Linked DNA regions of Mus musculus: all the other regions are linked to region 4. The links are chromatin contacts, called in public Hi-C, HiChIP or PLAC-seq and promoter capture Hi-C maps. All regions are on one chromosome and are shown on one strand. Each heading gives the region's core, a stretch centred on a gene start, on an enhancer-like site or on the middle of the called end of the contact. The rest is flanking DNA. Distances are from core to core; before and after follow the strand shown. Region 1 holds the start of 4930431P22Rik (RIKEN cDNA 4930431P22 gene). Region 2 overlaps Gpalpp1 (GPALPP motifs containing 1). Region 3 holds the start of Gtf2f2 (general transcription factor IIF, polypeptide 2). Region 4 holds the start of Tsc22d1 (TSC22 domain family, member 1).

Region 1 (3,430 bases), core at 302-2,801, 340 kb before region 4:
AAATGTGTAGACATTTCTGAGTCAGACATGCTCAAAGAACCAAAACAAGTTCTAACTCCTAAATGGACTATTTTCTTGGTTAATTTTATAAAGCTTTTATGACAAGGTGTTTTGATGCAGCAAACTCAGAACAGGCGAAGCCAAAACATATACTCACTGCCTCTTGTGTAACCATTTTCTCACCGTTTCCTCCATCTCTTCCCTCGCAAGCAGATCTGATTGGCTCTGTTTCTTTTACTTTATAGGCTCCTGTTTTCCTGTGGGCTGGATATGCTCCCATCTGACAGGCACGTTACCCCTTGTGCTTACATTGTTTTAACCATTACCTGGCTCTTGATAGTCTCTGATTTTGGAGTTCTACCACCCATTCCCTCCCCTGTCCCTGAACTATATATACCCTTGACTCCTGAACATGGAGGTTGACAATTAGTGGAGATCAAGCTTCACAAGTGGAGTGTAAAATGTCCACTTTATTCGTTTGCTTTTTTAAAAAATGGCATTTATCAGCTAAATCAAAATACTTGCACATCCAAATAGCCACTGTAATTAGGCTCTATTAAAATAGCTGCCTCCAAAGAACAGAGATCGTTGGTGTCACCCGTTCTGGCACCTGACTGGACCGTCTTTCCCAAGGCCTTCTGTTCTGCTGTATGCTGGTGTGTAGCTCATCAAAGGAGACGTGAGCGTCAGGGCTGCTTTTCACCCTGCTATTCCAAGCGAGGACTACGTAGGTGTCACAAATGAAGCTCACACGGAAGCAGAATAGGACACTAGTGGCACAGCCACGTGTCTCTGCCTCCCTGTAATGCAGCCTGGCTGGCATCGGCCTTCCGCCAACCCCTTTGCTGCCCCTATCCACCCACGAGCTCTTGTTGGGTCAGAAATGAGATTCTTTGACAGTGCCTGCCTGCCAGACAGACAGCCGATGCTGGGATGTAGAAAGCAAAAGCAAAAGCTGCTTTCTAAATTAAGCCTGGGCTCATTTATAAAAATAAATAGCCACAGCCTAGCAACGTGCTCGCAGCTTAGCTTTCTTCTGTTATGAAACCGCCATGGCTGGGGCCCAGGATGACAGAGTCAGAACAGGACCCCCACACCCTGACTCCTCCCATGTGTAGTAGTCATCCTGGGGAGTGCTGACAGTGGCCCTTGGAGAGCCTTGCTCTTCATTCAGGGTCAATCTAAGGCCAGGCTCCAAGGGCAGAGGGGATTCAAAGCCTCCCAAATATAATGAGTGCCCCCCCCCCCCCCGCTGCCATGAGTGCATGGACTACACTGTCAGTAATAACTATTATCGTCTTCGAACCTTCTCTCTGTCTTATGTCAACAGAACCTCCAGTGATGAGTTCTGCTTGAAAGAAGGACTATGAGAGAAAATAGTGGATGATCTTTTGATCGTAGTCTTGCTGGGACACTCAGAAGTAGAGCCCACAAGACCCTTGGAGACTCATGGGACATGTGGCAGCGTGGTATGAAGGATCTGTTCCTGCCATCAGCTCTCTCAAGCTTTGAAATGACATGTCAAGTCAGAGTGATCCAAGGACTATGGCCACCTATTCTGTGTTGCTAGGATCAGAATGACGGAGCTTCTGGGATATTCTATATGGTCCCTAGTAACCAGAGAATGCCCAAGGTAGCATGTCAAAATGAGTTCAGAGTTGGGTCCCTCCATTACAGTACTAAACAGAGCAGAGATTGGCCTAGAATGTTCTTCAAAAGTCGGTCTTCTTCTAACCTGGCTTAGTCAGAAACAATGGTCAGTAATAAGAAAGTTCTTGCCATAACCAAATATGTGAGAATATATTATTTAACAGGTTTGTTTTTGGAATAATAACATGCATGTGGGAAAAACTAAACAGCAATAAAAAACATAGTATAATAACATCCAGATTCATCTCACAGTGTGCAGTAGATTCCATAGACTCTGTGACAGTTCCCATCTCAGCCACCCAGACTACCAAAGCTTGGGGTCTGAAGTCTGGGCGGAAAAACATGATGAGGATTCAGCCCTAAGAGAATCAGCAAACTGAACAGACTCCCCCTAATCTATAGTGACAGCTCCCTGATGGTGCATAGTGATGCCTCTCTAGAGCAGGAAAACCACAGCAGCAACTCTGCAGGCTACACTCCAACCTGGTGAGACCAGAATGCTAATCGTCCCAACCCAGGTCTCCCGTGTCTGACATGGCTGCTCTGTGACAAGACCCCACTGAGAAGTTGTGTTGGATGTGGTTGCCTAAACAAGGCCAACAAGCTGACACCAGTTGATATACCCCTGAGAGATCATACGACACTAATTGGTCAGCCCTAGACACTCAGGTCTATGACCTTACCTTCTTGCAAACTCAGAACTGATCCACCAGACAGGAGCAATCGAAACTGTGCTTCTGCGTCTGTACTGTATGAGGATCCAACCAACACTACGATGCTCTTCCCTGTCTCTGAGCTCTTTCTACATATCAGCGTCTTGCCTTATGGTGAGTTTGCTTCTGGTGTGAGAAGTGGGACTTCTTTGGCAAAAACTTTGAGGATAGTTTCTGCCTATCAGTGCTTTAGTTTTTGGTCCATCTGAATCACAAGCCTAGATTGTGTGGTGACCTCTGACCAATTAATTCCATAGCTTTGTATGCCAAAGACTTCCAACATTGGTTTCCATAACTATTTCTCTCCCTATCTAATCCCTAGAAAGATCTGGGATTCTAGAATTCCTGAGAAACTCATGTAGTCTCAACCTTTCACTTTGAGGATGGAGACCCAGAGACAGGCAGAGCCAGGTACTTGTTGTGCAAGGGCATCTGCTTAGTTTCACCCACCCTGCCCTAACTTCTTACAGCCTAACAGTGCTTTGACAGTGATTTTCCTAGGGCAACAGTTCAAATTCCACCCTTCTGGAACTTGGAGACCCATTTTCTTCTGGACAGCATACCTCTCTGGCCTTTGGACTTCAGCACACACCACAAGCAGCCCAGATCCTCAGCCTCCAGTACACGCACCAGGAGCTCCCTAGATTCTCTGCTTCCAGCAAATGTACCAGAAGCCACCCCAATCCTTTGGCTTTAGACTGAATTACATGAGCAGCTTTCCTGGTTCTCTAGTGGTGTGAGTGGGATTGTTTGCTTTCATATCTACTTACCCACATGAAGTCAAAGGTCTCTCCTGTTCCATTATTCTCTATATAACCCAGCCTTATGAGGAAGAGTTTTTCATTTTGTGCAAAAAGATTAATCCTGCCTATACAAGACCTTTTGCAACAACCATCCTAGTTTGACCAGGCCCCACAGGGTTACAGGGAAACAGGACTTTAGATGCCATAACTAGACATTTCCTAGGCAGGCAGGTAAGTTGGTCACCCTGGTGGGTTTCATGTCCCTTTCCTAAGGACCTTTCCACACAAATAACAAACCATAGAGCACATGAATTGAAACCAAAA
Region 2 (3,517 bases), core at 653-3,152, 330 kb after region 4:
AATAAAATGTCCTCTATATCTGAGAAGTTGGAATCTTCCTTTTTTGTTTTTCTTTGTTTTGATATTCTTAGCTTTCCTGAAGCAAGCAGTACTGGCAGCAAGAATATCCTGAACAGGTTTCTTCTGGTTAGCCAGTCATTGTGGACTATTATGCAGGTGATGGGAAGGAGAAAAAGAATTCGGGTGGGGGAGGAGGAGTGAAGATGCTGGTGGCACAGACCTGCAACCCCACTATTGAGCCTAAGGCAGGAGAATCACAGGCTAAAGGCCTGCATGGGCTGCACCATGTTTTCCAGTTCAGCTGCGATGAGCGAGAAGCACTATCATGGAACTGACTGCAGGGTCAAAAGCCTGTGCTGGGACCATGGAGTCCATCTTACCTTTGATTCCCGCCAGGGTTCTAATGAAAATTCCAGTGTTTCTTATGGTAGGTATGTCAATCAGTCCTGAGTTCACCCCAGATTTGTCAGTGTCCACGTCTGCCCATTGTGAATCTCCTTTTCAGTAGGTAACTGCTAACCCATGTCTCAGAATCTTTGTGTAGAACAGCAGTGGGAGGGGGCAGGCACACAGGGCGCACATTAGCTTTGGGGCTGGTGTTTGGTGCTGTCCAGGAGATGGACTGTGTCTAAAATGCCTGCTCGTCCCCTCCTCGTTCACCGCCCTCAAACCCCTAACATCAAGAAGTACATCCATCTACCACAAACAGGGACGATGGAGAGTAAGGCCATCGCAGTTAGCTCACCACAGCCTGCTGTCGTTTATAAATCACACCGCAATTCAAAAGGATATATTTAGACTTTCCCCTCCACAAATAAGAAAATAATGAAAAAATAGGATTTCCAACTCCAACCCAGTCAGCAGCCAGAAAGCCCCAACCCCGAAATCAATCACATCTCTTACATAGAAGGGCAGTGGCTACAGCGGCCCTGGATACAGGTTAGTCAGGGTAGCAAACAGGCTGGACTTCACTCCTTCAAGCCCAAGACAGGATGTAGTGTTAGCAACCCGAAGTTAGCTGTCAATCAGGGGTCAGGGTGACTTGGACTGGGTGTCCTTGGGTTCTCTCAGTGCTGTGTGTATTTCTTGACTCTGAACCATAGGATCCCTCAGAGGAAGGGAAGGCATGGTTCTCAGAACAATGGCGTATATTCATGGCAAACAAAATCTAGAGGAGGGAAAAGAGAAACCTACCGTTGGCAAAAGCCTAGCATGGAGTAGTTAGGCATGGCTTTTCAGTGGATTTGAGTAGAGGTCATTTTTAATTTACAGTTGTATTATCATTCGCAATTAAATAAGTTGCTATGGTGCTTCCAGCCTCTCAGACACAGCAGTTAGATCATTCGTAAATGTATGCTTTCAGAGCCAAGAAGGCGAGGGATTGTTCTTGCACAGGAAGCTGTTCCAAAGTGGATTTTGCTTATGTTCCTAGCAAACTACCAATCTCCAACGTGGGCAGTAACCGCAGTGATTTAAGTGTTAATGACACAAACTGTGCTTGTTCCAGAGCTCTGGGGTTTCTGTTAGAATTTGGGAGAAGGTTCTGGGGTCATTTAAACCAACTCAGTAATTAACTACAGCCAAAAATCTAGCAGCATACTGAGAGGAAGAGGAAAAAACACAAGGAAAGAATGGCCTGTTGAAGCCTCCCCCGGAAACTGTTTCCACTCTAGACAAATGTCTAGGAAAGAACACTAAGTCAGCTCCTGTTGCCGTGTATTTATCGAGCCTATACAATATGTAAAGTGCTGATCTGAGAATACAAAAATACATAAGACATGACCTTTAACTCACCAGTCTAGTGGGGCAGACAATATGCAGAACCAACTAGTGCTATCTGTTGAGCACATGCCAGAGGTGTGTACATGTACTGATTGTGATCGTAGGGCATGCCTGGGCATGAGCTGAGAAGAAAGGGCTACAGTGAATCTCAGTGGATGCTGTTGCTGGTGTGTGGGCATTGAAGAGTGAAAGAGACCAGCTAGAAAGGAAGAGCCAATGCAGGGGGTTCAGCCTGTGGAGCTGAGGGTCAGCAGTCAGCAATGTTGCAGAGAAGACAGCCTGGATAGGAGGAGGGACAAGGGAAGCTGGCTCTGTGAGTTAAGTGTTTGAGGGTTACACATTTGAACCTGAATTTGAAGTACAGAGATACAAATCTGTATGTAACCCTGCCCCCGGGAGCAGATGGAGACTGGCAGACCTAGAGCAGTGGTTCTCAACCTGGGGGTCACGCAGGCTAGATAATTTGCACTGCAGTTTATAACGGTAGCAAAATCACAACTATGGAGTAGCAAAGAAATAATTGTATGGCTGGTGGTCATCACAGCACGAGGAACTGTATTAAAGGGGTGCAGCATTGTGAAGGCTGAGAACTACTGTCCCAGAGGATTATGAAGGCTGAGAACTCCGTGAGAGACCCTGGGGCTGGATAGATTGCTTAGCAGAGGATTTAGGTTTGGTTCCCAGCACCAAAATCAGACAGCTCATGATGCAGGCACCGACACTTACACATAAAATAAGGCATGGTAGTGGAGGAAGGCACCCAGCATTAGCTCTGACACACACAACATCTGATACTAGAAACCAGGAGCCAAAAATGGTTACTAGCCTTGGTAAGTCTGTGAATATAGAGTCACAAAGTTAGGGGAAGTATGCCTGACATATATAAGTAGAAATTCTGTTAACTGGACTGTTGGGGGAACTCTCATCAAATGCATAGATTAATCCTTCTCAAAAAGACACATTAGCCAGGGCCCACCGGTGAGAAAACTCAGTGGGTACAGATGCTTGTCTTCAAGCCTGAAAACCTGAGTTCAGTCCCTGGAACCCACACAGTAGAAGGAGAGAGCAGATGATTCCTATAGGTTGTTCCCAGGCGCATGCACACACACACACACACACACACACACACACACACAAAAGGGGGGGGAGGAGAGGGAGAGCTCAAATTTTACACGTCTATTTTTTCTAATCTACAGAATCTTAACCACAAACACCAGATAACCTTCATTCTACCTAGATAAGCATCAGAGTGCACTTGCGGAGAGTATAAGCTGGGGCTTCAAGGTTCAGGATAAGCACCGAAGGCCAGAGAGAGAAAACTGCACAAAGACAAGCAGAGAGCTACGTTAGTGGTCCTAGAATGGCTTAGATGCCATGACAGAGGATGTCTGTTGCTGATGCAACCAATCCAAGGCAAGAATCTACAGATTCTGGTTGGGGAGCCAGAAGAAGAATAGCGATTCCAGGCTAGACGGGGAAGAGCCCGACAGGAGACTAACAAACTGGGAGAGACACTACATATGAGACTAGTCTATATGAGACTAGTCTACCGTACATTAATCATATACAATGACAGATTTCATTTTGACATTGTCATCCGTGTATCTGATGCAGTTTGATTAAATTCACCCAGTCATCCCTCGTACTGCTGCTGATCCATTTCCTCTCAACAAGTCTCTACTGTTTCTTTCTTTTTGGTGACCCAGTGAATTTAATTAAGGTTGCTTCCGTGAGC
Region 3 (3,313 bases), core at 364-2,863, 400 kb after region 4:
CCCAGCCCTTATGCTGCACAGATATAGACTCTCTGCAGTTTTGTGCATAGCTCTGGTGTGTGATTCAATAAATTACTTGCCATTCTTCCAATACCTTACTGCTTGTTTCTCTTCAGCAAATGTTCATTCAACCAAAGCCTACTGACATCCCACAGTATGTCAAACACTGTGCTGGGTGCTGTGCATATAAAATGAATAAAACACTATTTTGTATTTGTCCATTCTGCTTCAGCAAATCTGGGGCAAAAACAGTACTTTTGTCTAGGAGTTCAGTCAGTAGTGTAGAAAACAAAGATAAACACGCCTCTCATGGTACAGCGTTAAGCATCACACACTATCATATGGGGAAACAGAACTTTATCTAGGGGGACTCTCTTTTCTGTGTGGTCTTTATTTCATTTCCACTTGTCTGTGTTTATAAGTAGAAGTTTGCCAAAGGACAGGGCCAGTGTAAAGATCAGGGAAAGCAGGGCATCTAAGGCACAGGAATTGGTTTGAAAGAGGCTCTGAAATGGTAAGAGGAAGGTCCTGGAGTCTTCAAGCAGGTGGATGGGCTTGGTGTGGAATCCTGTGTGGAACAGAGAGTATAGGAAGGATCAAACCCAAAGGACTCAGTTGAAGCACAGGGTAGAATTTCATTCCAAAGGCAAGTGGGGGAGGAAATTACCAAATGAAGACTCAGGAGCTAGAAGCTGCGGTGAAAGCCTGCTAACTCTGAGAGGCAGAAAAAGTACTCAGCTGACCTTCCCACTCCACCGACTTCTCAGAAGGAAAAGCCCCTTCTCCTTCATGCACTCTTAAATACCCTTCACCTCAAACTCTCTCCTTTCTCTTGCTCATGTTCACTCTCTTGTCAGCTGGCTACTTGCTCTGCCGCCTGATCTAGGGTTGACTTTATTTAGCTCTTGGATTAATGTGCGCGCTAGGTAGGGGTGAGCCAGGCTACCTATACTTGTTTACAGTAAACAGAAAGTTCTAGGATCAAAGGCTGAGCCACAGTTATTAACAGATTCTTCCAGTTCACAATCTCAGGGCTCATAATGTGATCCAATATCCTGCAACCGGAAACTGTTTAAGCAGGGCAGTTGGATAATCAGATCTGTTTCTTACATGGTGGGTCTTACCAACTCAATTAGATGGCATTCAGGTTTCGGCGTCTGAAAGAGTGTATGCTGCTTGCACGGTGTGAATTGATTTTTATGCCTCGAAAAGGCATGTGTCCAGCATACTCACTTGTACTCTAGTGCCCACTTGTGCCAATGTTAATTGGGCCAAGAAAGTGACTTTTTTTACCCCCAAGTCTGTCCTTAAAATGCCTAGCTTCTTTATCTAGGGTTGGGTATAAATACACACAGCTTTTGTCTGTCTAAACCTTAATCTTTCCACTTTGTCACCTTTGCTGTAAACGCACGGTTCAGGATTAGGCTCTTCCTTTCCCAGCACTCGAATCCCAAGATTGCACGTTGCCGGGAGTCACGCCCATCTAGGAAATTGCCGGAGCAGGAAGTTTGTCCCTCTCGGCGCGCTGTCCTGACGTAGTCGTGCGCAGGCGCAGTTCTTCATTCGGCGGCGTGTTCTTCTCATCTAAGTTCCTGGTTCCCGGGCTGTGTGCGACGCCGGCTTTTCGCGGTCTACTTACTCCCTTGGCCGGCTCTGGACTGTCGCTCTCTGCCTTTCAGCGCCGGGACCACTGCTTGTGCGCGCACTGCACGCCTCCTCACGCGACAAGCTCATGGCGGAGCGCGGGGAACTCGATCTGACGGGCGCCAAACAGAACACCGGCGTGTGGCTGGTCAAGGTGAGTGAGACGCGAGCCCCGCGGGGCGCTTCCGAAAGTTCTGGGTCCGTCTTGCTCGGGCCACCGCTGTTCTGAGAAGCGGGTCGCTGTTGCGTCCGTTTGCAGGTTGGAGAAGTTACTTTAGGGGACACAGGGCGTCTTTCAGGCCGTCTCTCAATTTCATCCGCCCACCATGGAACTAACTCTCTTTACCGCCAAGACCTGGCCTTCCTGGAGTCCTGACCCGGTGGTCCCCGAGTGGGCAGTACATTTACCCCAGGTCGGAAAAGTCCTTGCGGTTTTCTTTTTGGTAAGGTTAACTTTAGTTATGAACGTGTATAAATTACTTGAATAGATATTCCGTACAGTTTTCTGGACCACAAAGTGGAGCTGGTCCCTGTGTACTCTGTTGTTTTGAAACAATCTCTCTGTGTAGACTTGGCTAGCCTGGAACTCGCCATGTAGACTCCTGTCGCTTTACACGGCTAGTGTTGCCTGGGTTGGTAATTCAATTGGAGCCTTCGAAAGACCTAGAAGTTCTGAATTCAAAGAGAAGTTGTTGACTTCGTGTTTTTAAAGAGCGAGTTTAGGATTCATGAAACCAACCAGCAGTAAATGTTTTAAGTGGTCATGCGGCAGACCTCGTTTGCCCCAGTGGTCGCCATCTATTCGGGTCACTTTTTTTTATATGGGGTGGGAGGCTCTGTGGGGAATCTCATTCTGAAAAACCATATTTAAATGGGATCATGAAAGTTTCCCAAACTTGTTTTTTAAATGGTTTATCTTTGTAATGAGTGTTTTAAGTCCATGGCTGAGTTCTCATCAAGACAAAGTGTTTCTTCCTGTCCTTTTCTCTGAAACAGCTCTCGTCGTTTGCCAGCACAGCAGACTATGTTAAGTTCTTCAAACCCCTGAACAGTTTCTAGTGCTCCTTTGTACCTGTCTGTATCTATTGTTGATGCCCCTACCCCCAAGTCACTTTCTTTGCACTTTGATTAGTGTTTGGCACATATTACTTTTCCAATATGTGATGAATATAAGAAATTGAAAAGGCACACGCCTTTAATTCCAGCACTCGGGAGGGAGAGGCAGGTGAGTGAGTTCCAGGACAGCCAGAGCTATACAGAGAAACCCTGTCTCGAAAAACCAAAAAGAAAAAGAAAAGGCTGTATGTCAAAGAGACACAAACTAAAGTGGGTAGGAGTTAGTCCTGTCAGTTTCATCGGCGGGCGATTAATGAAACACACCTCTGGGTGTTTCTGGTGCTGTTTCTGGAGGCAAAGTAGGTCACAGGGCTATGATCTAATTAAGGGATTAGTTACTCTGTTGGTGGATTTATAATGTGACTTCTCTGGGAGGTAGTGAAAGGTAGTGGGGCGGGGCCTAGTTGGAAGAAGTAGATTCTGGCTGTATGTTCTTAGGGCTGCCCTGGCCCTCTCTGTATCTCCTCTATATCATGGCCACTGTGGAGTGAGCTGCAGCACTTTTCCTTGTTTTTCCCACCATGACAGATAGAAACTGAGATACCCAGTGCAA
Region 4 (3,395 bases), core at 674-3,173:
TGTAACTGTACTTGTGACATCTGTGACTGAGAAATACTCTGTGGCATACTAACCGCCGCAATACTCTGTGGAGCAGGGCTACTGAACTCTAGCTGTTGGAGAGCCACACCTTGAAGACCTGGAGGCGCTGGTGGTAGCGGCGGCTGCTGCGGCGCCACCACAGCCGGGGCTCCCATCATCTCTCCACTTCCCACACTCTCCGTGTAGTGACTCAGTGTGCTCACACTACTGCTCACAGAACTCCCACTAGTGCTCTCCCTCTCCGAGGACGATGCTTCCGTGGGGGTTTGCTTCACCGTCTCCACCACTTTATTGACGGCCACGCCTTCTGTAGCTGGCACAGCGTTTTCCTTCTCATAGAATTCTGTGCAAGTCCATCGACCTTTTTTAAAGGGTTCAGAAGTAGAGTCTAACTTCACAACCCTGAACCTCGATGTGTTAACTGTTGGTTGCTGCTGCTGCTGCTGCTGCTGCTGACTGGAAACCACTCCCACAGTGATACCTGCAGCTGCATTAAGGACACTGTTAGCAACAGGAGAGGAAGAAACGGTACCATTGCCCATGCCACTCAAGATACTCGAATTAACAACACTGGTAACTCCAGGCCCACCACTTATGCTAGCAGCATTAGGGATATTGCTTGTATTTATATTAGCATTACCATGCACGCTGTTCGTCACACTGGGACTGAAACTACCCACAGCAGCAATGTTAACATTATTCGTAGCGCTCGTGCCAGTAACCGAATTTATACCTAGGCTTCCTGTAGTACTTGGAGTACGGATGTTCGTCATCACTGATGCTGGTAAGCCACTCGATGGTACTGCAGGAGGAGGTGCGACTGGCACACCACCATCAGAACTTCCAGTTGTAGAGAGTTTCCTGGACACTGGGCTCGAGGGTGGCCCTCCGGGAATGGATGGACCGGCCACAGCAGCATGTGATGAATGATGGTGCCCATGGTGAAGGTGGTGCCCATGATGAGGGTGATGGTGATGATGGAGGTGGTGGGGATGGGCATTCCCATTGATCACAACGTTCTGTTGTGGAAGGTGAGGCAAATGAGGCTGAGGAAGGTGGGGCTGGTTAGGAGAGACTGCCCCAGGTGTCTCAGCTTCCTGGAAGTTATTCAGAGTCTCCTCTGAGGAGCTTCGTTCAGGCTCACCTAAGTCAGTGGCCCTGGAAAGGGAGACGTCGAGGATCTCGGAAGAGGAGAGATCTTCCGTGTGCGACTCATCCAGATCGTCGTAGCTCTCGGTGTCCTCCGCGATGCTGTTGTTGGAGCTGATGCTGGCAGAGATCTGAGCCGGAGTAACGCTAGTTATCTGGAAGCCACTTTTCTTTTTCATCTGAGTTCCGCCTGGCGCAAGAGGCTGTCCCTGCAGCTGAGCCTGCGAGAGGAGGTTCAGGCTTTGTGGAGGCGGAGGCTGGGGTCCCTGCGTGGAAGATGCAGCAGGAGGCGGCGGCTGGAGCAGCGAAGGAGGAGGAAAATCTTCAGAAGATGGAGCAGCACCACTGACGCCCGTACCTGCTGCATTGAGAGCAGAGGCGCTGCCACCACCGCTGCCCCTTCGAGGGAACATTGCCGGGTGCGCCATCTTCCTAGCACTAATGTCTGCAGCAGCGGCCGCCGCGGCGGTGGACTCCGGCGGCTGGTGCATTGTGCTGGGTACCGGGGGGCGGAGGAGGCAAGTGCAATTTCCTTCTGCACCGTAATCTTTGTATGGAGAAGCCGGAGAGACGAACAGGACCTGAAGCTCCGCCCGACGCGATCCCTCCTCCTCCTCCTCCTCTGCCGAAGGCGCCGGCTGCTCGTGCCTTCGAGGGCTAACTTCGGGAAGGGAGGATGAACCGGGTGAACCAGGTGGCTGGGGAACCGAAGGGGGACCCCTTCAGTCCTTCGCCATTCACTTCCCCCTCCAGTCACACACCCCCCTTTATATTCCGCTTCACGTGGGGTGCGGGGCGGGAGGGAGGGGAGCCCAGGAGGGGGCGGGGGAGGCGAGGAGAAGCGAGAAATGCCCACCTTCTTTGGCCAACTCCGGAGCCAGCTCAACCCCCTCCTCCCGCGGCGACGGCCGCTGCAAAAGCCCCTCCGCTCGTCCTGCACCGAGGCAGCGCGGAGCGAGCGGTCGCCCCGGCCCTCGCCACCCCCGGCGCCGCGGCCGCCGGCGAGCCCTGAGCTCAGCGTCGCTCCAACCTCCCCTGCCGGCGCGGCCGGCCCCGCTCGGGCCTCCCCCCACGGCCCGCGGCCCCTCTCAAACCCCCTGGGCTCGCGACGGCTGCTCCGGGAGGAAAGGCTGGCCGCGGCTGGGGCCCGGGCGGCGCGGCTGCGAGCGGGGCGGTGGCGGGGCGCCCGGTACGGTGAGCCCAGCAACGAGGCGCGGGCGGGCGCGCAGAGACGCCGGATCCTCGCGGAGCGCGGCCGGGGCGCGGCGGCGGCGGCGGTGGCGGCAGCAGCAGCGGGAGCCCAGGGACCGCTCCATCACTGGCAGCCATGGAGCCCGAGCATTTTCCTCCCTCGGGGCAGGCGCTCGGCTCGCCACACGTCCTCGGAGAGGAAGGGCGCCGGCGCCCGGGCTGCTCCGGCGGGCGGCGGGACGTGCGCGGGAGCGGAGGGGCGAGCTCGCGTCCTCTTCTCGGCCCGCCGGCTGGTTCGGCACCGAGCTGCTCCCGCGACCGGGAGGGAGGGAGAGAGGGAGGGAGGGGGCCGCGGGCGGCGGTGGCTCCTTTTCGCGGCGGTGGCGGCCAGACGGGGCTGGTGCAGCGGCTGCAGCCGACGCCGTTCAAAGAAATGAGAGGTGGGGTTGGTCGGTGGCGGCGCGGGGCGGGGGAGTGGGAGGGCGTCGGGCGAGGAGGGGGCTGTGATGGTTGTTACTAGTGCTCTTCTCGGGCTGCTCCGTATCCCCTGGTCTCTCGCGGCATCAAGAGAGGAGGGACCAGCGCCCCAGCGCGAGAGGAGGAGGGTCGAGCTCTGACCGAGGAGAAGGAGGAGGAGGAGGTGGCAGGGGGGAGGGGTCGTGGAGGAGAGGAGGGAAGATGGCGTCTGCGCGTGCGCGCCGGCGCTGCAGACATAAAGCCGGGTCTGACCAGGGGAGGTGGCCTGTCTTCGGTCCGCGCCGAGCTCTCGGCTCCGTCTCCCACGGAAATTACCGAAGGCCGGCGGAGTCGCCGACGCCGGAGGGCGGTGGGGGGTGGGGCACTCGGGCGCGCGAGCGAGCGAATCCGGGTCGCGTGGAGAGGCTGGGGTGGGGCTGGGAGGGGGGGGGGGAACCACGCCGCGCGCGTGCGCGCAGGTTAGGCGTGTCCGCTGCTGTCTCCCACGCGGACCCCGGCGGCGAGGCGGGTGCGGAGCGCTAGGTCTCGGGTGTGCGCGCCCTGGGGCGGTGGCTCCC

What was found. A called contact is a pair of places that touch in the nucleus more often than the background predicts. HiChIP or PLAC-seq counts read pairs in DNA pulled down with a chosen protein or histone mark. Capture Hi-C pulls out chosen DNA fragments and counts their contacts.
Region 1: a Hi-C map of cerebral cortex shows a contact between it and region 4, with 4 times the contacts expected there. The contact joins the promoter of 4930431P22Rik here to the promoter of Tsc22d1 in region 4. A contact is called at or near these places in 1 of 484 Hi-C or Micro-C datasets (cerebral cortex), 1 of 115 datasets of contacts at active chromatin or transcription factors (pancreatic cancer cells) and 2 of 9 other capture datasets (adipose tissue and liver).
Region 2: an H3K27ac HiChIP or PLAC-seq map of embryonic stem cells shows a contact between it and region 4, with 13 read pairs. The contact joins the enhancer-like site here to the promoter of Tsc22d1 in region 4. A contact is called at or near these places in 2 of 484 Hi-C or Micro-C datasets (both in embryonic stem cells), 7 of 115 datasets of contacts at active chromatin or transcription factors (bone marrow-derived macrophages, craniofacial prominence, embryonic basal ganglia and 3 more) and 2 of 9 other capture datasets (embryonic stem cells and liver).
Region 3: a promoter capture Hi-C map of adipose tissue shows a contact between it and region 4. The contact joins the promoter of Gtf2f2 here to the promoter of Tsc22d1 in region 4. A contact is called at or near these places in 1 of 39 promoter capture datasets (cranial neural crest), 2 of 484 Hi-C or Micro-C datasets (CD4 T cells and embryonic stem cells), 2 of 115 datasets of contacts at active chromatin or transcription factors (embryonic stem cells and memory CD8 T cells) and 2 of 9 other capture datasets (adipose tissue and liver).

Annotation. Positions count from the first base shown.
Region 1 is chr14:76,758,252-76,761,681 of GRCm38.p6, reverse strand. 4930431P22Rik (RIKEN cDNA 4930431P22 gene) reads right to left here and starts at 1,551. Exons shown (of 2, transcript NR_153763.1): 1 at 1,307-1,551.
Region 2 is chr14:76,082,741-76,086,257 of GRCm38.p6, reverse strand. Gpalpp1 (GPALPP motifs containing 1) reads left to right here. Exons shown (of 8, transcript NM_026177.3): 8 at 1-26. Among named protein-coding and RNA genes, the nearest start is that of Gpalpp1, 26 kb to the left of the region's middle. Within about 2 kb of position 1,902, at least 36 of the 459 cell types and tissues checked have an H3K27ac peak or open chromatin away from gene starts, as enhancers often do. A contact at or near this core is called in embryonic stem cells, where this site is marked.
Region 3 is chr14:76,009,165-76,012,477 of GRCm38.p6, reverse strand. It overlaps Gtf2f2 (general transcription factor IIF, polypeptide 2), which reads left to right and starts at 1,613. Exons shown (of 8, transcript NM_026816.3): 1 at 1,613-1,798. The coding sequence starts at 1,733. It overlaps Gm36429 (a long non-coding RNA gene), which reads right to left and starts at 1,732. Exons shown (of 2, transcript XR_383601.2): 1 at 1,395-1,732; 2 at 366-568.
Region 4 is chr14:76,414,349-76,417,743 of GRCm38.p6, reverse strand. It overlaps Tsc22d1 (TSC22 domain family, member 1), which reads right to left and starts at 1,923. Exons shown (of 3, transcript NM_207652.3): 1 at 1-1,923. The coding sequence starts at 1,661.